3 separate regions of the Mus musculus genome follow, and regions 1 and 3 are each linked to region 2. Evidence: chromatin contacts called from public Hi-C and HiChIP or PLAC-seq data. All regions are on one chromosome and are shown on one strand. Each heading gives the region's core, a stretch centred on a gene start, on an enhancer-like site or on the middle of the called end of the contact. The rest is flanking DNA. Distances are from core to core; before and after follow the strand shown. Region 1 holds the start of Ddx43 (DEAD box helicase 43). Region 2 overlaps Cilk1 (ciliogenesis associated kinase 1). Region 3 has its middle 30 kb from the start of Gclc.

Evidence for each region. A called contact is a pair of places that touch in the nucleus more often than the background predicts. HiChIP or PLAC-seq counts read pairs in DNA pulled down with a chosen protein or histone mark.
Region 1: a contact with region 2 is called in a Hi-C map of embryonic stem cells, with 1.8 times the contacts expected there. The contact joins the promoter of Ddx43 here to the enhancer-like site in region 2. A contact is called at or near these places in 2 of 15 datasets of contacts at CTCF or cohesin (the NIH/3T3 cell line and embryonic stem cells), 4 of 484 Hi-C or Micro-C datasets (embryonic stem cells and nephron progenitors), 2 of 115 datasets of contacts at active chromatin or transcription factors (embryonic stem cells and microglia) and 1 of 9 other capture datasets (adipose tissue).
Region 3: a FOXA1 HiChIP or PLAC-seq map of pancreatic cancer cells shows a contact between it and region 2. The contact joins two enhancer-like sites. A contact is called at or near these places in 3 of 115 datasets of contacts at active chromatin or transcription factors (bone marrow-derived macrophages, microglia and pancreatic cancer cells).

What each region holds. Positions count from the first base shown.
Region 1 is chr9:78,394,293-78,398,209 of GRCm38.p6, forward strand. Ddx43 (DEAD box helicase 43) reads left to right here and starts at 1,485. Exons shown (of 17, transcript NM_001191044.1): 1 at 1,485-1,834. The coding sequence starts at 1,588.
Region 2 is chr9:78,119,903-78,123,868 of GRCm38.p6, forward strand. All of the region lies in intron 1 of Cilk1 (ciliogenesis associated kinase 1), which reads left to right. Among named protein-coding and RNA genes, the nearest start is that of Cilk1, 8.6 kb to the left of the region's middle. Within about 2 kb of position 1,704, at least 33 of the 459 cell types and tissues checked have an H3K27ac peak or open chromatin away from gene starts, as enhancers often do. A contact at or near this core is called in embryonic stem cells and pancreatic cancer cells, where this site is marked.
Region 3 is chr9:77,723,028-77,726,843 of GRCm38.p6, forward strand. No RefSeq gene overlaps it. Among named protein-coding and RNA genes, the nearest start is that of Gclc, 30 kb to the right of the region's middle. Within about 2 kb of position 1,329, at least 16 of the 459 cell types and tissues checked have an H3K27ac peak or open chromatin away from gene starts, as enhancers often do. A contact at or near this core is called in pancreatic cancer cells, where this site is marked.

The DNA.
Region 1 (3,917 bases), core at 235-2,734, 270 kb after region 2:
CTAGTACAGGGTGATTCTTAATTCCTTTTCCAAAAAAAGGTTTAGTGATACAGATCTGGAAGAGAAAATGCATTTGTTTTGTTTTGTGAAAAGTACAGAAAAGCAGGAAGCTTGCTGTTACCCCACTTTCTCCCTCTCTTCTCCTCTCCCTCCTAGGAGTCGTCACGATTTCCAATTTACCCAGCAGCTTTCCCCTCATGACGGTGGACAGCACCCCTATCATTTCTCCAGAGCAGTACATCGGTTATAGTAGAAGAGACTAAACTAAGAGGTCATTGCTTAAAATCCAGTTCCCAAAACAGCTCAGTATCTGTGGCGGGAAAGTCTGACCTTCTCAGAGGAGGTAGAATATAATTCTTTCTGCTTCTAGTTTCTGGAAAAGGTTCATTACCCAAATGCTAATACCAGACAAAGGCATTGCAAGAAAGCTGCTAAACAAAACCTCTCATGAACAGCCGGGCCCAACAAACACCCAGCGACGTTAGCACATCAAAACCAGCAGTCACTTCTGAAGGCGGTTATCCACCCACTTCAGGATCAGAGTCTGCATGGACATTTAAGATTTGCTCTACTTCTGGCTTCTCCTGGCTCCCCCGTGTCCACACCCCCATTCTATGCTGTTTGGATTACTTTAAATCCTCAAGCACAGTCAAGACATGTTTTGTGATTGGCTTATTTTTTATTTTGCTCGATGTTTCTGTGTAAGTCCAAGATGCTTTGATAGTTTGGTGTTTTATTCACATTCCCCCAGAGAGTATTGTATCAAGAGATACTGTTGCTACATCTGTGTGTCATGAAATTCATCTATAAGCCCAGCACTTGAGTGCCCACTCCCAGGCAGGAGAATTAAGGCTATCTTCAAAGATATTAGTATACATAGTATTATATAATATAATTTGATGTAATTTATTTAACCCAGGATGGACCCAACCTTCCAGTTTTTCCTCAGTGTCTCCTACAAGACATTCAATGCTAAGATTCTGCGTGTCCTCTGTTTGATGGATGGTTGACCTGTGATCTAGTCTGACAATTCGAGGATCCCAATCCCAGCAAAGGATGCTGGAGCTTAGGCCAGGCCTGGAGGACTGTGTCCAGCTCCAAAATCCTTGCAAAGCTGGGTGTGCTTCAGGCAGTGCTATTTTTTTTTTTTTTTAACTTTAGGTATTGGGGAGTGTAGATAGGGTATCCTGCGCTTAGGCAAGCGCTTTCATCGAGTTATTTTAAGATAGAGCCTGAAAGTAATTGTCACGCAGACCCTCCTGCCCCAGATCTCAAGCCTGTACATTAGCCCGTCATGAACCTGAATTTCGAGGCACGGTTGGGATCGTTTCCGTGGCACGGAGACGCACTGTCCTCAAGCTGATGTTCCCAGCCAGACACTAGCCGGGCAAATAGGGGTCCAGGTGGCCGCTCGGTTGCAAGCGCCGATTGGTCAGGCCAGCCAGGCCCCGCCCCCGAAGCGCGGCGGCCAATGAGCGCGCAGAGGACTGGCGGGCGAGCTCGCGGGCGGCAGCGGAGTTTTTCCGACGCCGCGGCCTGTGCAGCTGAGTCTGGAACGACGTGCGACGCGCGGCTCTCCTCAGAGCCATGTCTAGGCGGGAACCCGCAGCCAACGCTTCCTCCTCGGGCGTTGCTCCCCGGCGAAGCTCGACCGGGTCCCGGGGCGCCGACCGGACAGCGACGGAGGAGACGAACCGGAGAGGCCGGGTCGGTAGCAGGGGTGCGGGCGGCGGCTGGAGAGAGCCCGCCGGGGCCGCCGAGGCTACGGCCGCCGGCCGCCGCGAACCGCCGCTCTGCTTCGGGGTGAAGAACGATGTGGTGGGCGCGGTGATAGGTGAGCGCCGGCGGCGCCCAGGCTCGCTGCATGACGGGGCGGCGGCGTCGGGGCTCCAGCAGCGCGGGGGCGCAGTTCTATGGCGGGCCGGGGCGTGTGTGGGAGAGAACCTCCTGGAAGACTCGCGCGGCATCCGCGGTAAAGGTCTTTCCGGTTTCCCGCAGGGGCCAGCAGCTCAGTGCGGAGGTGCAGCCATCACCCTCTAGGTCGTTTTCACACCTAGTGTGCTTTAGTGTCAGGTCAGAGCCGCAGCTTCGTCTCTGCCAGGAGGTTTAACTTGAGGTGAATGTAACTGCGGAGAGCAGTACGCGGGAGTCTTAGATGCGCAATTTTCAACTTTTCTGAGATGCATTTTACAGTGATGGAGATGTTTCCCTCAGTTGGCTTCAATTCTTAGTTTCAGTTATAGGGCTTTTTGGGGGGTGGGTTGGGGTCCGTGAAGTGAATATATTTAGTTCTAAAAGCCTGCTTTGTGGCATTTAATCGTATGTTTTAAGGCTGGTTACTAGAATAGACAAAGATTCCGTTTGCAGGGTCCAAGCTCCCCCGCCCTCCCCACCCCTCCCAATCTGAACAAGAAGCCCAGTATTTGAACGGGAAGCTCACCAGAGAACCAATAGGTTTGCGACAGATATTAGACCCGCTGCAAGAAGCAGTGAAGTCTAGGCATTGGAATACACACGACTCGTTGGTTGTGCATGCTACTGTGTTTGTTTGTTTGTTTGTTTCTTATTCTGGGTATTGAACCCAGTGCATCCCAAATAATTAGGTGCATCCTGAGCTACATCCCTAGCCTTGCAACCTAGATGGTTTATTCCAGTGTGTGTTAAAATATGACAATCTTTATTTTTTCCTCTACTGTTCATCTTCTCCCACCCCACTTCCTTCTTCCCTCTCTTTTTCTTTCTTTGAACTCAGGATTGAACCCAGAGCTTCATAAGAGTTAAGCCTATCTTTACCCCTAATCTGCTACTCAGCCCCACCTTACTTCTATAGTTAAGAAGTAAGCATATATAACGAGCGCAGTGTTAGTGGTAATGGGAGATTGTGTCCCAGCTCTTCCGTGATTAGAACTATACCGCCTCTCAGCTCCTCGTTTCTCCTTGGTCTTGTGCCTCCACATCACCGCTCTCTGCTGCTGCTGGAGTTATTTACTTCAGATCCTCAAGTAGAATCAAGGAACTTACAGTGTTTTGTGATTGACTTACTGTGGACATAATGTCCTCAAATTGTCATCTGGTTCTTAATGTCTGACAGAATTTCCTGTTAAAGACTGAACATTAGTTCTATTTTTTTAAATTGGTTATTTTATGTATTTACATTTCAAATGTTACCCCATTCCGAAAACCCCTCTCCCATCCCCCCTCCCAGAACGTTAGTTCTTTCCTATGTATCTCTTCCTGTTAGCCATTATACTCTTGATGCTGATTGAGTTGCTTCCAGGTTCTTGCTTTGGCGCACAGTGCTTCTGTGTGGCACAACAGTGCAGGTCTTCACCATCAGGGCCACGCTTCATCTCCTTTTCCTTCCGTATGTACTCAGTCATGTCAATGCTGAATTAGTTTTAGGGTTTTCACTTGTTATTTTTTTTCCAATCACACCAGTAGTTCACAGACTACCAATTAAATAACATCCTTACTAAAGCGCATGCATAAAACCCTTGATTCATTTCTAAGTACTGCAGATTATCTTTTTAAAAGGAAACAGTAAAGTTGGATGTGGTGATGCAGGCCTTTAGCAACACTGGCCCTACCCCCAGAGGTAGTAGCAGGCTAAGTCTATATAGAACATTCTGGGCAGGTTAGAACTATATACTGAGAGCTTGTTTTTAAAAATAAACGGCAACAAAAAGTACTTTTTAAAGAAAAAATAAGAGGCAATCTTTTTGTATTTACAGTCTGGGTTAGACTGTTTAGAGATGTCGAATAGCTGAGTCAGGGAGGGAGCACACTAGGGGGTCTTAGGCATGCTACTGAGGGAAGTGCTGTACTGCTCAACTGTACTTCATCTTCCCTTCTCTGCTTTTTTGTTTGTTTGTTTGTTTTGTTTTTGTTTTTTGAGACAGTGTTTCTCTGTGTAGCCC
Region 2 (3,966 bases), core at 454-2,953:
TATAGCATATTCAGGATATAACCATATCCTTCATGGGCACAGTACACACATGACACACAGATATATATGCAGGCAAAACACTCATGCATATAAAATATTTTTAATATGATGAAGAAATATATGATTCCCTGGGATCTGCATAGTAGAAGGAGAGACCAACTCCCTACAGTTATCCTCTGACCTCTACACATAACATACTCCATGGAATGCCTCTATCCATGCACACAAAATAACTCTCTTCTGGTCTTCACCAAGCATGCATATGCATATACCTGCAGTTGAAACAGTCATATGCATAAAGTAATTAAATCTAAAACTTAAAAGAAAACATAGTAAACATGCAGTTTTCCAGAACTAAGATGAAGATTTACAGTTACGTACTTGACAGTACTCTCTCTAACCAAAATATCAAAATCCAAGGTGGATCAAAAATGGGACACGCACAATTGGACTTTTATGACTTTCATACCTGATTCTGTAATAGATTGTAGTTGAAATGCAGACATAATAAAAACACTCGATGGAATTACCCTCTAACTGCGCCTGTAAGCTGTAGTCTATGTTTATAGTGTATACAAATACCATCTATACACAAATATGCCAAAGCAGCATGCTTCTTCCTAGACTCGTAGTTCATAAAAGTGATAGTTAATGCTTTTGTCCTCTCAGACTTTCTTTATAAGTAAGTTTATCAGAGAATGATTTCAGATGAAACCGAAGGAAAACAAGATCTTTTGAGATATACGTGTTTCTCAAAATTACTGCGAACATTTTAGAGGGACCCATCTTTTTGTGCCAAGTCCTAATATGGTTGACCAGTTTTGCCAGAAGGAGGCTGGGAAGAATGGTCACGGGAGGAGCTCACTGATTCAGGGACATCACCTACAATCAGAATGACACCTCACAGATCTGTAAAGTGCTCAGCGACACGTCTTTGTGATAGCTATTCTGTGTCCCTCTGACTGCCAGATTCTTAACGCTAAGACCGCAGTCACGAGTGTATTAAAACCTCTGCCCTCAGAGTGTGGGGATGGATAACTATACTTTTATAAGTGTGGCCTTGTAAGACAAGTTGTATGGAGAGTGTTTCCATTTACTCAGGGATTTCCTGTTTGGAGCTAGGAAACTGTAGTTTTTCTGAATGAAGCTGTAAGTCCGTGCCATTTGTTTATGTGACCCCCCTGACAGGTGCAAAGGTGAGCAGTTGTAACGGAGCTGTGCAGCCCCTGGAGCCTCAAGTGTTTATTGTCTCTTCTGCAGAAAAGGTTTACTGAGCCCTGTTCTGTTTTTATTCTTCTACTAAGCCGCTGTTTTATCCTTAGTGCATTTTAGTGAAGCATGGTAAACTGAGTTATGGTCATTCCTAAATTAAACATGTTGTAATTCCAACCTGACAAGGTTTAGAATTATCATGGAACCGTAACACCAGATGTGTCTGTGTTTCCTGAAAAACTTATCAGGGAAGACCCAACCTGGATGTGGGCGGTTCCATCCCAAGGCTGGGGTCTGGGACCCAGTAAAAATGAGAAAAGACTCCGATTCCTGCCACTCACCTCTCCCTGCCTCCCACTGCAGATGCCATGTGACCAGCCACCTCCTTCCGTCCTCGTTGTGACTTTCCCGAGTCTAAAGGAACACTTCCTTCCTTAAGGATTGCTTTTGTTGCTTTAGTGGGGCGTTGTCTCAGCAATGAGAACAGTCAATAATGCCAAGGTGGAGATCAGGAAACAGTTCCTGGGCGTAGAAGATTTCCTCCTCTCTGTGCCCTCAGTGCAGTGGCTGAAGGCATATTCAATGCGCTCCTTTTTGGTGCTACAGCCAAGCCAGATTCTCTGTAGAGAAGGGTCTTCTGGGCTCCTAGCTGCTGTTCCTAATTCAGGAAAACCAAGTTGTCCAAGAGACCAAATGCTTGTAAGATTTGTTCGCTAAAGTGTATACAGGGGAAGAATTCCTAGAGAGAGAGATATGAGAGACATTTGCTATTTTTAGGCAGCTTATAAAGAAATCGCAGTGTTAAGTTACTCTCTTAAGTTTGTTACACATTTGAACTCGGATTCAGAAAGTCATTAGAAGCCTAATTTTCAGAAGTGCTGTGAGAAGGTGTGTGTGTGTGTGTGTGTGTGTGTGTGTGTAAATGTGACATTGATTCCTTGACCATCAAGGTTCCAAAATAAAGAATGGACTGCAGTTCCGCTGTCCCCGGCCTGTTTTCTGGGCTGTGAATGAACAGGGTGCCTGACGGGAGTGCCTGCTCATGAGCAGATGTCCTGTGAAACTGGGGAGAGGGAACTGGGGCAGGGCACAGGAAGGTCTTCACCAGCGTCACCTCGCTAGGAAAACAGTAACATTTCAAACATTTGCCAGAACTCTTTGAAAGAAAGCCTCTTTCTGTTTAGATAGAGCATTGCCCAAACACTAAAGGCTCCTGGAACAGCATGGAGGGGCCTCCCTGTGACTGGAGGCTCTGCGGTGTCCACTCTTCTGCTGCTTCAGAACTTCAGACTGCTTCCAGAGAGCTCAAATGAGATCCTGATCTTTGTTTTGTCCTTGAAGAAAGAGACACGCTGAGAGTTTTTCTGTACCCAAGGAGGTACAGAAAATAAATAGCGAGGTCTAAACTTCACATTTGGGCCAGCCTTTGAGAACCTGCTGTGTGCAGAAAGGCACACAGAACAGAGAGGTGTGGGCTGCATCCCTGTAGAGAACTGTCCACTGGGTCACTCACCATCCAGCAGGGCTGCACAGGTGAGAATGGGCTGTGAGGATACCGTGAGCAGGGATCCTTCGCTGTGTCTGTCCACGGCACCGGACAGACGTCTGAGACGGGTGTGTGAGTTGACCTAGGAAAGAGGAGGCAGTTCTTAACTTGGAGCCTTCCCCCACGGACATGCAATATCCACCTGTATTATGCATCACAAATGTGGATACACAAATGTGGATAACCTCACAACTGTAGAAAAAGATATTAGTTGGCCTTTTGACCAAATTGTAAGGAACTCAGTGATCTGAAGCTGCTCTCTGCTGTTAGACTGAAGTCCCAGTGAATCATGGGTAAATGTGATAGAGAGGAGCAAGAGACTTGAATTGGAACCTGGACTCCATACGGTTAGATACTAAGTAGTTTTGTGGCTACTTCTGGTTGTTTTGAAACACAGTCTCATGTATTTCAGGCTAGTGTCAAACTTGTGGCCAAGGATGACCTTGAGTGTCAGCTCCTCCTGCCTCATGTTAGTAGTGACAGGATTACAGGCAAGGACCACGGTACTCAGTTGACACAGTACTGGGGACTGAGCCAAGCTTGGAAAGCACTCTACCCATGGAGCTACATTCTTAGCCCCAATACAGGGATCTTAAAAGCCCAAGAGAAACTACACATAGAGATACTCTGGGGCAAAGAGGGGAAGCCTCTGTTTTGGCCAACTAGTTCTCCAGACATCTCTGAGTGACACCAGAGTAAATTTTGGGTATTTCTTATGGTGACCTTATGTTGTATTTATAGCGTGCGCTCTTTCAAAATGGAAACACAGAGTGGAAGCAGGCACAAAGTGAACTTCAGGCAAGTACACAGTGACCTCTTGTACACGTCTGTGACTATAGCCTGCTCAGTCTTTATGACTGTATGGCTTAGAGATAAAGCGGCTCATGGCTGAGTTCTTGGTTCCCAGCTGGCAGATATAACCATTGAGTGCTGGCTGGATCCTGCAGGCTCTGACCTAACCAGTGGATTCCTGATTGATAGCAGCATTGGATGATGACAGGGACCTCTGGAGGGTTGGTCCTAGTTGGAGGAAGTAGACCACCGAGGGTGTGTCCTCTAGGACATATCTTGTCCCAGGCCCCTTGTGTCTCTTTCTACTTCCTGACAGCTGTGAGTGTAGCTTTGCTCTCAACGGGCGTGCTCACCCTCTGGCTAAAGGATACACGACAGAGGATAAGGGCAAATACATCCCAACGTAAATCATAAAC
Region 3 (3,816 bases), core at 79-2,578, 400 kb before region 2:
AATACCTAGCAAGAAGCAAGTAAGGGAGAGGCTTAATTTGGTTTGTAGTTCAAAGATACACAGTATCTTCCATAATGGTAGGGAAGGCTAGCTTGGTGAGCAGAAGGCAGCTGGGCACGCTACATCCACACTAAGAAAGCAGAGACTGATGAATATTCGTGCTTAGCTCAGGTCCTTATTATTTATTCAGTACAGGGCATACAGCCCATTGTATGGTATTGACAATGTTTATGGTGAGTCTTCCCATCAGAATTAATCCAATATAAGCAGTACATCTTGAGAGAGAGAGAGAGAAAGTGACAGAGAGATGATTGGGTCCCTCCTTTTGGCTATCTATCGAAACAGCAGAGTCCAAGAGGTTGGAATTCCCCCGAGTTTCAAGCTAGGAGAAAGAAAAGGCTGGGGCCCTAGTACCAACCAGGAGCATGTTTCTTGGGGAATGATTTCGGACAACTCGTCATAAGACCACCTCACAGGAGGTACTGGAGCAGATAATAATGATGGGCTACATCCTGGTAAGAACTGCTTAGATATGCAACCCTTTAAACTCAAACCCCATGTTAGGTCCCTGAAACTAGACTAGGGCCAGCAATGGTCACTCCTTGTTCTTCTCCCCCAGTGTGGCCACACTGAATACATCTTTTGTTGCTTTTTCACTACTGCTGTTGAATTGGCCTAGCGAGAGCCAGTGGCCAAGTGATTAAGTGACTCAATAGGACTTATAAGTTCAAGGGTTTGACTCTAATGACTCCAGTAACAATGGTTGTTGGTGCCAGATGAGCCCAAAGTGTCCCTAATACTCACCAACCATAAATCATTATGTCCCTAATACTCACCAATCATTAGATATATGACTTTTCTTCCAGCCCTACATATCTCTCAAATTGCACCTCAATCCTTTGTAGACATATTGGCTGACACCAAAATAGATGTGTATTTCTACATGTTTAGAAATGTGTGACTACAAATGAATATTTGAAAAAAAGAAATTCCCCTGACCCTTCATTTGCTCAGTCTGGACCACCAGTAATAGCTGCACATGTAGACTTTGAAAAGTAGTCTTCTTGGTTCTAGTAACTTTTTGAGGGAAAAGTGGGTGGAATTAGGGCAAAGGGAACTGTTACAAGCAACTATATACCTTTCCACATAAAAGAAATAAATAAATTTCCAATGCAGCCTCATCTAGCCTTTCCAACTGTGATCTTTCCTTCCACAAAATTGTTTGTGGAAAAGCAGGTACTTTTCGAGACAATCACCTGTGCTATTTGGAGTGCAGGAGGAACCCGCTGCCTTTGGTAATGATCATATTTCTTCAGAGTTTGTTTTTGTTTGATTAGGCTCTCGGGAGAAAAAGGAACCATCTGAATGGCTGAGTCAACCTGCCCTGCCCTTTCAGGGTGTCCAAAAGTCAACCATTAATTGGAATCCTGAATTCTCCCCCCACTGGCTTTTCCTTGAAGTAAAACGGAGCTTTCCTTGAAACTCCTTTGTTCCGCATCTTTTCCTTTTGCAATCCACCACTGCATAATTCTACTTACTGAAAAAAAAAAAGCCCTTCGTAGAATTATAGTAAATAGAAGAGTCCACTGTGCAGTTCTTGCTGAAGAGAAAAGCAGACACGTTTCTGGCTAAGACCTGCCCAGAACATGGACTTCCCGCCTCTTGTTTTCCAACTAAAGCACTCAACAACCCAGAGATAGAGAGGCTCCTGTCTTCACTGGGATGGCTTTGAACACCAATTCCTTTCTCCTAACTACTGTCCCCTGGTATAGAAGAGGCTAACTGACTAGACCTCAGATTCCAGAAATATGTCTTTGAAAAAAAAATAAAATAAAACAGTAAATGAATGACTTCAAACTGAGCATGCTCAGGAAGGTGCCACCACTACCCGTGATAATCAATCCTTTATATGCGAATATACAGAAGTTTCCTCCAAGAAAAACCCCTAGGATCCTTGTTGGTGAGTCACTGCTTTGAGTACCACTTCCAGGACTCTCCTTACTTTCTACAAGAAGCAAATATTTCTTCAATCTCTTATCTCTTGGTTGTATTCAATTCCCATCAGCAAAGAAAAGAAGTATTATATTTGGCTATAAATTAGAACCATTATGTACACATTAGACAACTGGAAGTGAAATCGCTGAGTAAACAGGAAGATGAAAAATTCTTGCAGAGCAAAAAAATATTTTTCAAAGATGTATTAGAAATTAAAATTTAGAGTCTAAACATCGGCAACTCAAAACTAAAATTATAATGGTAAAGAAATTTGGTACTATTTATATGATTGTTATAAACTACAAAGTAGATATAGACCCTAGGCTGTGAGAAATAGAGAAGTTATCCAGCACTAGAAGCTCCTATTGATATGGGTGGTTTATAGCCTAGGCTGTTCTTAAACTGGATGGATATTTTAAATTTGTGCATACATCTGCTCTCATAGCTCCATGCCTTCCTGGCGTTTGTAGATTAAGTTCTTCAGAACATTGATTATTCTTAACAGCTTCAAGGAAAATTCTATCTGACAAAATAAAAATAGCAATGGGGTCAACGTTTCAACATTTCAACAGGGGTACTGCTTCAGAAACAGAAGATTCGGGAGCGTGAGTTCCTTGAAATGGGGAAGTACTGAGGAGGAGACAGAGGAGGGTTCTCGGACTAATACTTTTTTTTATTATTATTCAAAAAACAAGACAGGGTTTCTCTGTATAGCCCTGGCTGTCCTGGAACTCTCTCTGTAGACCTCTGTCTTCCAAGTGTTGGGATTAAAGGCGTGCACCACCACCGCCCGGCCCCTGACTAATATTTAACAACTCAGAAGGAGGAAGAGCTTCAGTGTAACCACTAAGCCACTCAGGGTTATTGGTACTTAAATATGCTAGTGAAAGTTGAAGCCAACTGAACATATAAATGATACACTGGATTTCAAAGATCTCATAAGAAAACAGCGAAACATCTCATTAACTTTTATGCAATAACATGATGATGTAATCATAATTTTTCATATTCTTTGGTAAAAATACATTATTAAACCCAATGGTTACTGACAAAGAAACAAAGAAATCAAATTGGCTAGACGGTAAAAAGAAAACATTGAGAAGCAACAGCTGGAAAGTTAAGCACACTGGGACATTCCCTGATGTACATTTGAATAATTCACCACGGCAAATGCCATTGAAGAGCTATACCACAGGAGAAGCATACAACCAGGATTTGCATTCTAGAGCCATCCTGCAGAAAGGCTGGGACAGAGCTAGAAAGGGCCCATTTAGTTCAGCATTACAGAGTTCTGTGTGAGTCAGAAGCATTTGGTTGGCATGGTAGCACAGAAACAGACACTGGGTCACAGAGTGACAGATAGAAAACATCATAGAGACAACCAACACATCTGCTGGGTTCCTAGTCAAGAGCTGTCTGTGACAAGCAAGTCCTAGAATGGGGATTCTCAACCTGTGGGTCGCGACCCCTTCAAGGGCCTCAAATCATCTTTTTCATCAGAGAACACAGATACTTACATTACGACTCATAGCAGTAGCAAAATTACAGTTTTAAAGTAACAATGAAATAATTTTGGGGGTCACTACAACATAAGGAACTGTACTAAAGGGTCACAGCATTAGGAAGGTTGAGAATCGCTGCACTAGAAGGTATCCCTTAGAGCTACTACATAAACAGAATAGATATCTGAGGAATAAGTGGTAAGTACAATTCAACAGTCATTTTTTATATTTAGAAAATGATCTGCTGCTGAGCCAAAAGTCACTAAATAATATTCACTCATAAGCAAAATTTGACTAATACTATATCAGGCATAGCAGA